Regions from separate parts of the Triticum aestivum genome. Here region 1 is linked to region 2. The links are chromatin contacts, called in public Hi-C maps. All regions are on one chromosome and are shown on one strand. The core of a region is the stretch at or near the end of the contact, and the rest is flanking DNA. Distances in the headings are between cores, read along the strand shown.

The links. Hi-C and Micro-C count contacts between places; a contact is called where the count stands out from the background.
Region 1: a contact with region 2 is called in a Hi-C map of leaf, with 3 times the contacts expected there. The contact joins the enhancer-like site here to the promoter of LOC123148875 in region 2. A contact is called at or near these places in 3 of 5 Hi-C or Micro-C datasets (all in leaf) and 1 of 1 datasets of contacts at active chromatin or transcription factors (leaf).

What each region holds. Positions count from the first base shown.
Region 1 is chr7A:640,186,034-640,188,855 of IWGSC CS RefSeq v2.1, reverse strand. No RefSeq gene overlaps it. Among protein-coding and RNA genes, the nearest start is that of LOC123148875, 85 kb to the right of the region's middle. Within about 2 kb of position 1,260, at least 3 of the 8 cell types and tissues checked have an H3K27ac peak or open chromatin away from gene starts, as enhancers often do. A contact at or near this core is called in leaf, where this site is marked.
Region 2 is chr7A:640,100,973-640,103,672 of IWGSC CS RefSeq v2.1, reverse strand. It overlaps LOC123148875 (E3 ubiquitin-protein ligase BOI), which reads right to left and starts at 1,388. Exons shown (of 2, transcript XM_044568393.1): 1 at 834-1,388; 2 at 1-732. The coding sequence starts at 1,232. The coding sequence ends at 181.

The DNA.
Region 1 (2,822 bases), core at 11-2,510, 85 kb before region 2:
AAGGCAACACTCGGAAGCGGCCAGCCGAGGCCACATCGGAGGCTCAGCGCAAGGTGAGCTCGGCGGCTATGAGTAGGTGCCGGCCCTCAGAGCAACGGGCCGGGTCAAGGGCAGCACGAGAACGGCTCGGACGGCCGTGCCTGCAGCAGAAGAAAAGGCAGAGTCGAACCATGGCCACGGGCGGCTCGGGGTCAAACCAGCGGGACCCGGCGATTCGAGGCGAACACAGCGACTCGGCGCAGATGCTCAATGGCACGGCGGTGAAGGTGAGGCCGGTGAAGGATGTGGCTCTCATCACGACGACTTGGGGGGAAAACCCGCGTCGGCGCGGGAAGGTCAAAGTGGCAAAAGTTCCTCGTCTCAGCCACGGAGGCAGTAGGCGCTTGAAGCAAGGCCACAAGGGCGGCGAAGGTGAGCAGGCCGTGGTAGAAAGAGGCAGCGCCGGTTCGGCCACGGCAGCAGCGGTGAGGAGTTCGGAGCCCGCTAGCTGGCGGCTCAGGTGACTGAGGCCGAGGGTGGCTCGTCGGAGGTGACTCGGTGGTGGCTCGGCCGCTCATCAGGGCCGGCACCGAACAGCAGTTGTGACCGCGACAGGCGGACCACGACGTAGCAGTAGAGGAGGTCGCAGAAGCCTGCTCAGAGGTGGAGATCGCAGCCCAAGTCCGAGTCGCGGTCAGTTGGATGAAATCACGTCTGTGTTTTCCTTCGAGTCGTTCACTTCCATGGTGGGCCGGCTGGAGCATGGGCGGCTCGCGGCGGTCGGCGGCTTGAAGCGCGGTAGGCCGGCGGGTTGCAGCAGCCAAGGCGGCTTAGCGGGCCGCAGCTTGGACAGAGGTGACCGGCGCCAGCGGCTCGGTCAGCGGGGGCGCGTCGGTGAGGCACCGCTGCGGTGGCGGGGGCGGAACGGCGAGGATGAAGAGTCGTGTCCTCGTCTTGATCCATAGCTGACAGGGCGCATGCAGCCCAAGTTTCTAGTGTAGCTCATCTGTCCTCAGATGATACGGTCTTGATTAGCAGTAGCATCGGGGAAACAACCAAAGTAGCATGCTGATACGGTTTTACTGCTTCATGAATATAGACGTAGTGTTCCTCCAAGATGTTGAGGAGTACTAGTTGAGATAGTACTAATTGGAGTGCTTGTCTGATTCGGTCTTTACTTCACATCGAGATTTTTAGTAGGTCCCCTTGGGACGTGAGACAGCCGCGCCGCAGACCGACTCTCAGGCGTGGCCTGGCGACTTGGCCGTGGAGGATTGAGATGGAGACGCGCAGAAGCAGAGGCAGTGACAGCGACTCGATGATGCATGGCCACGAGGCGAGCTTTGGCCATGGCGGCTCAGAGGCGACGCCTGTCAACGTAGGCAGTCTGACGAGTCCAAGTCAACGCTGAAGTAGTCAGCCAACTCAGATTTGACACCTTCTTTAGAAGTCTGTCCGTTTCGGCGACTTGTAAAACAATCAAATAAATCATAGGACAGGCGGGGGCGGATCAACTGTAATGCTAATTCTTTTTCAACTTCAATCTCATGGATTGTAAAATCTTCATCCGGAAAATTGCAAACTCCTCGATCCCTAGGAAGATCCCTTCAAGAACTCATCATCACCGTGCGCAGGCCCCACGGTGGGTGCCAACTGTCGTGGAATTATCACGGCAGATGTCCTAATGTGAGGACTTAGTCGTGAGGCCAACGCATCTTTGTATTAGCTTGAGAGGGGTTGAGCGGAATCGAGAGACGCAACACAAGACAAGGATTTAGACAGCTTCGGGTCTCGGAAAGCATCATCCGGTAATAGCCCTACATGTTGTTTGTGGCTAGATCTCATTATGCTTATGAAAGAGTCGCCGGTAAGCCGGTTCTCTCTAATTGTGTCTAGCCCTAGAGATTATTGTTTCTTGTTGCTTGTCCCTTTTTGGGGAGCCATACCCCTCCTTATATATGTTGAAGGGGCGGGTTACATGTGGAGTCCTAGTAGGACTAGGACTAGTCTATCCTTTCTTACAAGTTGAATACAAGTCCGGGTCTTGCTTCCTCGTAAAGGAAATATTCGTCATCTCTTTCCTCTTAAGCTGGCCCATCATAACGTGAGCCGGCCTTTTGGGCTTTGGGCCTTGTCTTCTATCTGACCCGCCATTAGGGCCATCCGTGAGTCGCCAGGTTCGTGAGTCGCCACTAACGGTGGGTTGCCAATGAAAACGCCAAGCCCGGGCGGGTCATACCGCGGGGTATATCCCTAACAATGGGGCTAGACGAAGAGATGACCGATCGACAATAAGACGATGGCTCCAGACATGTCGAGGAGGAAGAGTCCCGAAATGACGACGGCGGCAGAGAAGATTCAGGACACGACGAAGAAGAGTCCGAACATGGCGGAGAAGAGGCAGCGGTCATGCCGCAGTCTTTGACGCTACTAAGTTCAGTCGTGCAGGACCCTCATGTTCGAGACCTCCTTCGCAAGAGTACGATTAGCGAGAGAGCTGCTTCTAGAGAAGAGGCCAAGCTGGCGCAACTTGAAGTAGGCTCGAGGACTCCATTGTATGACGGTTGGGATCCCGAGGTGACCCGCATGAGTTTCACGCTCGAACTTCTAAAGACGAATGCCAAAAAATGGACAGATAAAAGCCTTGATGAGCACTTGAAGTTTCTACATAATAAAGTTCTTCCCGCGGGGAACCTGTATCCTACTAGTGTCGAGGAGGCCAAGAAAATCGTTTTCCCTTTTGATTTGCCACACATTAGGTACCACGCATGCATCAACGATTGTATCATTTATCGGGGGAGCACGCGGAAAAAACCAGCTGTCCAGTGTGCAATGCTTCTCCA
Region 2 (2,700 bases), core at 139-2,638:
TCCACTGATATGTGGGCCTGTTGCAAAGCTGGCTTACATGTCAGTGGCCCAACGTGGCACGGCATGGTGCTTCCCGTCAACAACAACAAGAAAAAGTGAACAAAAGAATACAAACAAAAGTCGACTCTAGTAAGTTTTAGAAGGAAACCAAATGTCGACTCTAAAACTATTCCTCCCGCATCACGAAAAGTTGATGCAGACGCTGCCATTCTTGGCGCTTCCGCACGCCGGGCACGCCTGTGCCGCGGCCGCGCACGGCGCGCACACGCAGAGGTGCCGGCACGGCAGCAGCAGCACCACGGCCGCGTCCTCGCGGCATCCCTTGCACCTTCCTACTGCTGTCGCGGGACGCTCCTCCACTGCCGGCGTGCCCACCTCCTCCTCCGCGCACAAAGGCACCTGGTTCTCTCCCCAGCAGCACGACTCGGCGTCGTCCTCCTGACCGTCGCCGCTTCCACCGTCACGGACCGCCTGGGAGTCGAGCGCCCGCTGCAGGTCGCCGCGGAGCACGTTGGCCGTGGCCTCGTTGGACTGCGCGATGTCGCGCCACATCTGGGCCTCCATGAAGAGGTTCCGAAGGCGCTCCTCGAGCGCCCAGTTCATGATCCTGATCCGCTCAATCTCGTCGTCCCTGGCCTTGAGCCGCTTCGCCGCCATGGCCTCCACGGTCGAGACGATCAGCCTCGTGTGGCTCTGCCTCTGCTCCGCCAGAGTAGTCCACAAATTTTGCGCCTGCATCATCGACCACGGTTAATAAAAACTACACAGAAATTAAAGCCTGAAACGCAAAGTATCGATCGGTGGCGGCGATTTGATCATGGCATGTGACTTACATGTTTAAGCAGGATGCGGTCGACGTCGATGGTCTGCTGCTGGACGTGGGCCGCAAGAACGTCGGCCGCGGCAAGCATCGACGACCGCCCGTCGCGCTTCCGCTTGTTTGTGCTCATTTCCTGACCACCGTCGGGCCTGACGCCCTTCTTCGCCAGATTGGCAGCAGCCATCGCCAAGAACTCGGAATACTGCTCCGTGGCCGACGTCGTCGTCATCGTCGCCGGCGGCAGACTGAAGAGGTCCGCGCACATGTGGTGGTCCCGCTGGCTCGGCAGCGCAGCACCATAACAAGGCCCACTCGCTGGGATAGTAGCGGCGGAGGCGAGCTGGTGGTGACCGCCGCCGGCGCCGGTGGTGAGTAACATGTGGCGCAGGCGTTGCAGGTCCACGGAGGCCATGGCGATTGATGGGGCGCGCGGGTCGTCCGCTAGCTTCCTATATATACAGCCAAGGCGATGCGTCCCTGGCCGGAGTTAGTCAGATGTGGGAGGTGAGGTCATCGATCGGCGAGAGGGGACGGGCGGGCAGGGTGGCAAAGAAACGAGGTCCGTAGATGGCAGGCCGCCGGGTATTTATGGTGCGTGACCGGGCTTTGGTTGGCATCCTGAGTGAGAATGCAACTGACGATGAGATTGACCGGCCCTGTTCAGGAGGGAATTTTCCTTTTATTTATGGCTTCCGTTTCAATCTCTCCCTAAATTTGCAGTAGAAACCACGAATTCCCCGCGTTATATTACCTTTCTGCACCGAAATTGCTGGCTTCCGTTCCCGACGATTCCATCGATCGGTTGACTAATTTGCAGAACCCAAGCCTTGGCCATATACTGTATCGTTTAAGTTAGTATATGTCGTGGCGCCAAATCAGCACGCATCGTTGAGCCTTTGATCTCTGGACGCACGAATCTTGGGGTATAAGGAAACTTAACAAAGCAAAGCAAATTACGCGCTCTGGACTTGTTAAAGATCGGGAATCACGTACAAAGCCGTGGTTACTGGAGGGCAATTCCAGGAAGAAGGAAACCGTGCATGCGTTACGTACTACGTTCATGCACTGCATCTGCATGCAGAATCAACGTACGTACTTTAATGTGCTGAGATATACTCCATCTGTTCTACATACGAATGTATATAGATGTACTTTAGAGTGTACATTCACAATGCTCAAAAAAAGAGTGTACATTCACACATTTTACTTCGTATGTAGTTCATAGTGAAATCTTTGCAAAGCCTTATACTTTGGAACGGAGGAAGTATATATTACTGCTAGGCGTTTTTTGGCTGGCTAGCTGTAGATGGTTGATAAAAATAATATAGTAAGACAAAGCGTAGACGTAGAGATGAGGGGTCAAAATTAGAAGGGAATGAATGAGCTAGTAATTGATTTGGTGGCGATAGATCGACCATTCATTCATTCTGGGCTGTACTTTGGTGCAAATCAGGCCGATCCATCCGATCCGTACTTTTAATTTGGGCAAAAGCTACCGCCAGCTTTTGATTTAATTTGATTTCCAAAAAAAGATCTCTACCAAAGTAGAGCTTCGATCGTCTTTTAACTGCGGGATACAGATAATCACGTCACCGCCAAAATAGAACCACAGTTGTGCCATCACGCATCCTTTTTTTTTGCATGGAACTCATCACACATCTACACAGTGGCGGAGCCAGGATTGGAGCAAGCCCTGGGCCAAAAAAAAAAGATTTTTGCCCAAAGTTAAAAACTTGACGTTTACAAGGCTTTTAGCTACCACAAAAGATACTCAGACAAAATATGGCTCAATTGCATGAAAAATGAAGAATTTTAGCTCAATGCTTAACGATACAACAAAATAGGTAAAAACATGTGAAGAACTACAAAGAATAGTATGT